Regions from separate parts of the Sus scrofa genome. Here region 1 is linked to region 2. The links are chromatin contacts, called in public Hi-C maps. All regions are on one chromosome and are shown on one strand. The core of a region is the stretch at or near the end of the contact, and the rest is flanking DNA. Distances in the headings are between cores, read along the strand shown.

What was found. Hi-C and Micro-C count contacts between places; a contact is called where the count stands out from the background.
Region 1: a contact with region 2 is called in a Hi-C map of skeletal muscle, with 4 times the contacts expected there. The contact joins the promoter of FGL1 here to the enhancer-like site in region 2. A contact is called at or near these places in 10 of 47 Hi-C or Micro-C datasets (embryonic fibroblasts, epiblast stem cells, fetal heart ventricle and 4 more) and 1 of 2 datasets of contacts at active chromatin or transcription factors (skeletal muscle).

What each region holds. Positions count from the first base shown.
Region 1 is chr17:5,594,253-5,598,604 of Sscrofa11.1, forward strand. It overlaps FGL1 (fibrinogen-like protein 1), which reads right to left and starts at 2,182. Exons shown (of 8, transcript XM_021077952.1): 1 at 2,111-2,182. It overlaps PCM1 (pericentriolar material 1 protein), which reads left to right and starts at 2,747. Exons shown (of 41, transcript XM_021077917.1): 1 at 2,747-3,084.
Region 2 is chr17:5,543,491-5,547,757 of Sscrofa11.1, forward strand. It overlaps FGL1 (fibrinogen-like protein 1), which reads right to left. Exons shown (of 8, transcript XM_021077952.1): 8 at 3,441-4,267. Among named protein-coding and RNA genes, the nearest start is that of MTUS1, 38 kb to the left of the region's middle. Within about 2 kb of position 2,266, at least 1 of the 83 cell types and tissues checked has an H3K27ac peak or open chromatin away from gene starts, as enhancers often do. A contact at or near this core is called in skeletal muscle, where this site is marked.

The sequences.
Region 1 (4,352 bases), core at 932-3,431, 51 kb after region 2:
CCTTATCATATGCTAATACTTTTTCCCGTGTTTTTTTTTTTTGTTTTTTTTTTCGCTTTTTAGGGCCATATCCAAGGAACATGGAGGTTACCAGGCTAGGGGTCAAATCGAAACTTGCAGCTGCCAGCCTACCTATACCAGAGCCACAGCAATGCCAGATCCGAGCTACATCCGCAACCAGGTAGCTCACAGCAACGTCTGATCCTTAAACCACTGAGTGAGGCCAGGGATCGAAGCCGCAATCTCATGGTTCCTAGTTGGATTTGTTTCCACTGAGCCAGGACGGGAACTCCTCCCGTGCATTTTCTTAATCAAAAAATCCCTCCAAGGAGTCAGTAGACCTCAGTTTAGACCTGGCCTCTTTCACTAGGAGCTGTCAGAACTTTGGTGATTTATTTAATCTATCATTGGTAAAATGAACTGATGCAGAACCAATCTCTTCAGGATAGTTGTGAGAATTAAGAAAGTCACAATAGGAGTTCCCATCGTGGCGCAGTGGTTAACGAATCCGACTAGGAACCATGAGGTTGCGGGTTCGATCCCTGCCCTTGCTCAGTGGGTTAACGATCCGGTGTTGCCGTGAGCTGTGGTGTAGGTCGCAGACGCGGCTCGGATCCCGCGTTGCTGTGGCTCTGGCGTAGACTGGCCCCTAGCCTAGGAACCTCCATATGCCGAGGGAGAGGCCCAAGAAATGGCAAAAAGACAAAAAAATAAATAAATAAAAAATTAAGGGCAAAAGTAAACCATTAAAAAAAAATAAAAAGAAAATCACAATAGATGAAATGCTTAGTACAAAATAAACACTATTTTTAAAAAAATCCTTCCAAGGTAAGAATATTATTAGTTTCTCCTCATTTCATAGATGAGGCAAATTGAAGCTCAGAAAGGTTAAGTAACTTATCCAAGATCTTAGAGCACGGTGGAATTACAATGAGGCCTAAGGCACGGTGGACTACAGTAAATACAATCCATTAGCTGCTCTGTGCTCTGAGTTTTCTTACAAAACAGAATTGATTTATATCATATCCTATTTCTTCATCATTCACTAAAATATTTGCTTTTAAAGGGCATGGACTATGCTTTTGTTACCTAAGTAATTAGCACTATTAGACATACAGAAAGTATTTTAAAATGTACCTCAGGGAGTTCCCTAGTAGTCTAGTGGTTAGGACTTAGTGCTTTCACCACTATGGCATGGATTCAGTCCTTGGTCTGGGAACTGAGATCCCATGTCAAGCCACTACACACTCTGGCCAAAAAAAAGTATGACAAATAAACAGTGTCAAAGATCACTGTACTGGAATGGAACCTGGATTCAGCTGCAAATTACAGCAGCAGGAAGGGTTTTATCTGAATTATGTACTGAGATGCAGTTCTATTAACTGCTTTTGTGAAAAAATTTCTATTGGTAACAGAACAATTTGCTGTTGGAACCCAGATGCCATTCTTCATTCTTCCTATTCTTATTTTGCGTAAAACAAAATTATCCCACAATTACAAACGGTCTTAAAAAAACAATGTCCTTGCATGCAAGAAAAATTGACTAGCATTTCAAAATTTTCAGATAGCCACACAGGCGTTGTCACTTGACCATATTTTTGGGGTTTGTAATGAAGTAGGACCCTGTGGGGCCTTGGGGGCACGTCTTTCCCCCCATATCCTCTGCTTTAGCTCCTCTCTGAAGTACCTAGATAACAGTATCTGATGCACATTTTCAGAGTTGTTTTACAGATGTGAAAACCTCCCACAAAACGCACGATGTTAACTACTTGATGACAATGAGCCCATGGCCCTCTAGCCTCCTGGAGCCTAAGGATTGATGTCAACCCGGAAGACACCACGCTGTTACTTCACCTTCAACCAGAGAGCTGTGCAGGAGCTGAACACACACCCTGCAACTCCCTTCCCTTACCTGGCTTTTAAAAATGCTTTGCCAAAACTCTTTACAGAGTTCCATGTTTTAGCAGCACGAGCCACCCTTCTCTTTGCATGGCCCTAAAATTAACTTTTCTCTGCTCCAAAATGATTTCTCTGTTTGACTTCACTATGCTTCCCGCGAACAAATTTGCATTCCCTAGCATTTTAAGGGAGAATGTGTAAATAAACTAACCTTAAAAGTGTCGCTGCTGAGAGAAGAATAAAAAAAGAATTCAAAGACCATAGTCTTAGAGAAAACTTCTGGATACTAAATTTTGATGAAGGTCAGCTGGTTCTTCAAAGGAAAAAGTAGGGCATTAATCCAAGGCGGTGTTAATTATTAACATGTGTGACTCTATCCTTGACCAGCTGTATGATGTTCCTCCAATTAACTCATGGGATTTTCCTCACGTGTAAACTTAGGACCAGATTGCACGGGCGCTTTTGTTTTCAACCTTCCTGTGAGGAAGCTCTTGGTGGACAGGGAACAGGAGAGCGATGCCCAGCTTTAGTCTTTAGTCTTTCCTTTCCAGCAAGCACAACCCGGAGCTGGAAGCCCCACGGAAACCACTACGCGCCTCCGCGCATTTCCCAGCTGCCTGAGGCGGAAGTCAACCCACTTCCGTCAGGGCCTCCAGCCCCTGGCAGGGCGATCGGCGCCCGAAGCGCACAGCATGTTGGGACTTGTAGTCATTTCTTTCGGGCGGCTGAGCGGGCGCGTATAACCTCAGGTTGACCTGGCATTCTGGGATATGTAGTCTCCAGTGGCTCGTTTGTGCAATAGGCACCGCTGCCAGAGGTGACACCATAGACTCCAGCGGATCACATGACTCCAGTCTAGAGCGTGGATCACACTGTAGCTCCCGCCCGGGCGAGTTTCGCCCCCGCGCGGCCGTTGCCGCGGAGACGGCGCATGTCTCCCCTCCCGTTGCCCCTCTGCAGTCCCCCCGCCCCTCTTCTCCCACCACAATGAGATCCTAAGATGGCGGTGGCTGCGGCGGTTGGCGCCGAGTAGCTGAAGTAGAAGAGGCGGCCATTGGGCCCTGAGCAGCCAGGGAACTTGGGGACTCTCCCTGGCTCGGACTCGAAGGGAAGACCGCTGCCGGTGGCGGGGCGTGGGAGCGACCGCTCCTCCGCTCTTGGCAGGAGCTTGTGCTTCGTTTACAGGTAATGCCTGCGCGTCCTCAGCCCTTGGCAACCGAGGGTAGCGCGGCTCTGGGCGGGAGAGCGACGGCCCTGACACGCTTGACCCTGGAGGGCCTGGGTCTGGGCTCCTGGGTCCTCTTGCTTCCAGTCTGCTGGGCAGGCAGCCCGCCCCTACTCCGGACGGACCGACGCAATCTCGGGGTACGCTTCTGGAGACGCAGTGGCGTTTTCGGAACTCCCTTCTAGCCTCCCCGCCCCTCTCTCTTTCTTGCCCGCGGAGGAGGCCGCCCTGCGCCTCGGGAGTTCCAGGAATGTCCGTTGCGAGGGGAGGAAACGGAGTAGGGGGCTGCGGTTTGATTGCCAGGGGCGGGGAGTCTAGTTTTTCATAGCCAGGGGCCTTCATCACTGCGCTTCTGCTCTCCCCTCTTCCCCCTAGATTCCATTCTGTGGGGCTCTGGATGTCCAGAATTTGGGGTGGCGAAGGGCGGATGAGGAGCGACGCGATTTGGGGGTTGGGCTGTGAGCAGCGGCGTTTTTGCTGTCTCGGGTGTTCTTGGAGCGGAAGGGCCGGGGGAGGCGTTCCTGAGTTTGGCCAAGAGGGGTTTTATGCTGGCGACGGGAATGTTAAATTTCCTAGCTCTTCCCTCCCCCCGCCATCCCTGACTGCAGGTCAGTTCGGATCGGCCCAGAGAGGGGAAAACTAAATGCCAAGTGGGATTTGGGGAACGTTGCTAGCTTTGCAGAAACTGACGTTTGGGAATTAGGTGGAAAGTCCTGCTTGGGAGGTGGACCGGCCGAATTTTTAATCCCGCCGCCCGCGCCTCAATTTCGTCACGATCGCCATGTCTGGATTTTTTTTTTTTTTTTTTTGGACCGATTCGAGGTCTGTCTGTGTCTTGGGTTCTGTGGGTGACGGATCGTGTTTTGGCGTCAGAAGAAGCGGGCTTTCTGAGTGCCCCTTCCACCCCCGCCCCATAACTACCTTCCAGACTCCGCCTTCTGGTATTCTCTGGTTACTGGAGTGGGTGTTGTAAAGCTTCGGGTGCACCTGCTCCTCTCTTTCCCTTTCACCTTCCCAGTGAGGGCCACTGGAAACCATTGTAATTCTTAGTTTTTGAAACTAAGAAAGTAAACCTTGAAAAGTAAACCTTGTGTTTATGTAGCGTCGAGGGTTTTGTTTTTGTTTTGTTTTAATAAAGTAGCTAGCTAGCTTTATGAAAAAAATAAAATTTTTTCAATAACGAGTATGCAAAGTTCTGCAGTAGTTTTGAGTGACAGGGAGTTAATGA
Region 2 (4,267 bases), core at 1,016-3,515:
TAATTAGTTCAAGCTGGAAAGGTCTTTGATAATGTTCACTGCTGAATATTCTTATTGTTAAGGGTGCAGGTGGAGGCAATGTGACAGCCCATCTATAATTAGAAAGGCCTAGAAACTGCAAATGGTGCCAACACCCCAGGAGTTAAGTGAAGGAGACAATACCCTGTGTCATTTTCTGCCTGAGACAAGCGGCTTGTTATGACTGAATGCCTAGGTCCCTCTTTCATCCTCTGGCAAAGGTTGCAGCTTGTCGTGAACATGCCCACCAGAGAGTGTAGTTTTTACTGGGTGTAAGCTTTTGAAGGCTGTGTTATAAATAAAGTGCTGACATTCATTAAAACACAGTCTCAGGATTACATGCTTGTTAATTCATTTGAGTCGAGAGTATAAAAAAGTCCTTCCCCAGAAATACCTGTCATCTGAAAAATGCAGAAAATTTCACCTAAAAAACGAAGGGAGTTTCTTTTGTGGCTCAATGGTAACGAAACTGAATAGTAGTATCCATGAGGATTTGGGTTTGATCCCTGGCCTTGCTCAAGATCTGGCAAGGATCTTAAAGGATCTGGCATTGCCATGAGTTTGTGGTGTAGGTCACAGACGAGGCTCAGATCTGGTTTGCTGTGGCTGTGGCACAGGCTGGCAGCTGTAGCTCCGATTCGACCCCTGGCCTTGGAACTTCCATATGCTGTGGGAGCAGCCCTAAAGAACAAAACAAAACAAACAAACAACAACAACAAAAAAAAAAACAAGGAAGAGGTCTAAAGCTTCTTTTAGAGCTTTCCTTTTCCCCAAAAAAACAAACCCTGTAGCATATAGCCAAGTGTTATGTGGAACCCAAATACATAAAATAGATAAAAACAGCTGTGTCAGATGAAAAAAAGAAAAAGGGAAGCTTTCATAGCTAAACATTAAACCATCTTCTTTATTGCTTGGAGTAATGTCCTATCTGTTGAGTTGTCATTTTCCCCAAATAATTTTGTGCTGGTAAAACAATAGATTATGTACTATACAGATGGATCTTGATTTTATGGTTTGCAGTCTTTCTGAAACTATACATCTTGGGCAAATTGGTGAAGCTGGTACTTTCAAGAACAACCCCTCTTCTACCTTTTCTCTTTTTTTCTTTTTAGGGCCACATTCACGACATATGGAGGTTCCAGGCTAGGGGTCAAATCAGAGCTGCAGTTGCTGGCCTACGCCACAGTCACAGCAACTCGAGATCTGAGCTGCATTTACAACCTACACCACCACTCACAGCAACGCCAGATCCTTAACCCACTGAGCAAGGCCAGGGATTGAACTTGCATCCTCATGGATACTAGTCAGATTCGTTTCTGCTGTGCCACAATGGGAATTTCTCTTCTACCTTATCTTAAAGATACTGTATATTTCTTGGTGGAAACTTTTTTTTTTGTACGATGTCTGGCATTTAGCATTATTGCTTTACATTATACTTTGCTTTCTTGGCCACAGTATATAATTACCTGATATAAATAAAAGTATATTTATGTTTCAGAAAGTGGTAAAGTTTAATAAATAATTCTCTAATGGTAAATTTTCAGAGAGATTTTTTTTATACTGGGGTCTTCCTGATGTTTTGACTTCAGGTAAACCAGTCCAATTTCCTTCTCCCACATTTAAACTTCTCAAATGACCTATCCTCTCTAACTGCTATTATTTCCTGCCCTATGCCTATTCTACCCACTAGTCTATTGAAATAGACTCTTCTGTCTTTTTAAGGCATTAACATTCTTTTTCATTCCTTCTGCATTGAAAACTATTATACTGAGATTTATGTAACACTATACTTACTTAGCTCCCCTCCTACTTCTCTGTAAAATCATTTTTTTCTCCTTTAAAAGCTTTTCTTCTTTTGATCTCCTAATTACATGAGGTCTTCATGCTACTGCTTGAGCAAAATAATACCCATATCTAAAATTGCCTCTGGTGCTCCATTATTTATTCCTCCCCAAGATCTATGGAACACCATTCCCACAAGACTATATTAAAAAAAAAAATCAGGAGCCATGGCACTTCTTTTGCCCATACATTTTAGCGATTATAAAATTAAATATTCTCCTTCATTATTTTACTTTCAGAGAGAATAACTGCACAACACAATTCTGGCCATTAAGGCCTAAGCTGAAGCCCGTTGACCCTACACGCTTCTTTCTGCTTTCAGCATGGCCTCGGAGCAAGAACTGCAGCAATGGCTTATGATCTTGAAGAAAGGGCAATGTGAGCTGCAGGGGTATCAGCTTCCATGTTGCAGAGCCCAGAACCGAGGCCAGCAACCTCCTACCTCCTGAGTTCTTGTTACATAAGATGAACAAATCCCTGTTTGTCTGGACCTCCAAATCAGGTGATTTATATTTTGCAGCTGAACCACTCCTAATCAGACATAAAATGCAACAGCGGTTCCCCCTCATCTGTGGGGAATACATTCAAAGACCTTCAGTAGTTGCTGAAAACCGTGGTCAGTATCAAACCCTATATAAACTGTGTTTTTTCCTGTACATACATACCTATGATAATGTTTAATTTATAAATCAGGAACAATAGGAGATTACAATAACTAATAATAAAAAAATACACTGTAATAAATAATAAATACACATTATGGAATGTGGTCTCTTTCTCTCTCTCCCTCTTAGAATATTTTATTCTACAAATCCAGTGCCTTTCCCATCTTAACTGAGCACTCACAATGCACCATGATGGTAACTTTTGTAGTGTGAGGTGAAATAGCAAAACTAGCATAAATTTCTTTTTTCCTCCTTTACATTTTCATGGGGGGGGGAATGATTCATTCTTACCATAGATGTTGACAACTTCAGCATAGGATTTTTCTGCATTCCTTATCACTTTGAGAGCTTCACCTTTTCACTTAAATGAAGCACTTTATGGCTCCTCTCAGGTATCTCTGAATTGCCAGCATCATAACTCTTGCACTTTTGGGCCATTATTAAGTAAAATAAGAGTTCCCTGCAATACACAACAGCTGATCTGATAATGTGGTTGACTACTAAGTGACTAACAGGTGGGATATGCTGGGAAGTTTCACCGCCTGGGTGGGACTGGGAGAATGTTCTCGAGATTTTATCCTGCCACTCAGAAGTTGCTAATTGAAAACTTACAATTTTTTTTTTTTTTTTTTAGGGCTGCACTTGTGGCATGTGGAGTTTCCCAGGCTAGGGGTACAATGGGAGCTACAGCTGCTGGCCTACACCATAGCCACAGTAACTTGGGATCTGAGCCACACCTGCAACCTACACCACAGCTCTTGGCAATGCTTGATCCTTAACTCACTGAACGAGGCCAGTGATTGAACCCGCAATCTCATGATTCCTAGTGGATTCGTTTCCGCTAGACCCCGATGGGAACTCCATCCCTCATATTTGAATACATATATGCCTTTATACAGTTTCATCTCCCATTTATTTCACTTGTTCATTAATTCACATTTATTTATAGAGCAGTTGGCTTGAGAAGAAAGGAACATTCTTTAGCATCAAGAAGGAAGGAAGTGAGAATGTGCAGAGATACAGGATTGATTTTGTATGACTTTTGACAGTTTCTTTCTTTCTTTCTTTCTTTTCTTTTTTTTTTTTTTTTTTTTTTTTTTGTCTTTTTAGGGCTGTACTCATGGCATATGGAGATTCCCAGGCTAGGGGTCGTATTAGAACTATAGCCGCTGGTCTATGCCACAGCCGCAGCAACATAGGATCCGAGCTGCCTCTGCAACCTATACTACAGCTCGCAGCAATGCTCAGTGGGATCCTTAACCCACTGAGCAAAGCCAGGGATCAAGCCTGTGCCCTCGTAGATGCTAATCAGATTTGTTTCCACTAAGCCACTTTGGCAACTTCTATAAATTGTTTATTTATGGAATTTTCTGTTTAAAAATTCCAAACCATGGGTAACTGAAACCTCAGAAAGGAAAACACAGATGGGGGGCACTACTTATAGGATGTTCTTGGAACTCAAAACACATCAGAATATTCAGGGACCCAAGACATACTCAAGAGAAGAAATCTGTTGCATTTTGTTTACTTTATCATCCACTAAGCTCGTTTGTTCAAGGAGCCCTTCTCTTCCTGTATTAACTCTTACTATCTCACGGAAATGCCGTTCCCTACATCCTCATTTTTCAAAGCGTGATCCCTAGAGCAGTAACATCTCCATCACCTGGAAACTTGTTAAACAACTAGGACCTGAGGCCCCACTCCAGAATCATTGTAACAAGATGCCCAGGTGATTTGTATGA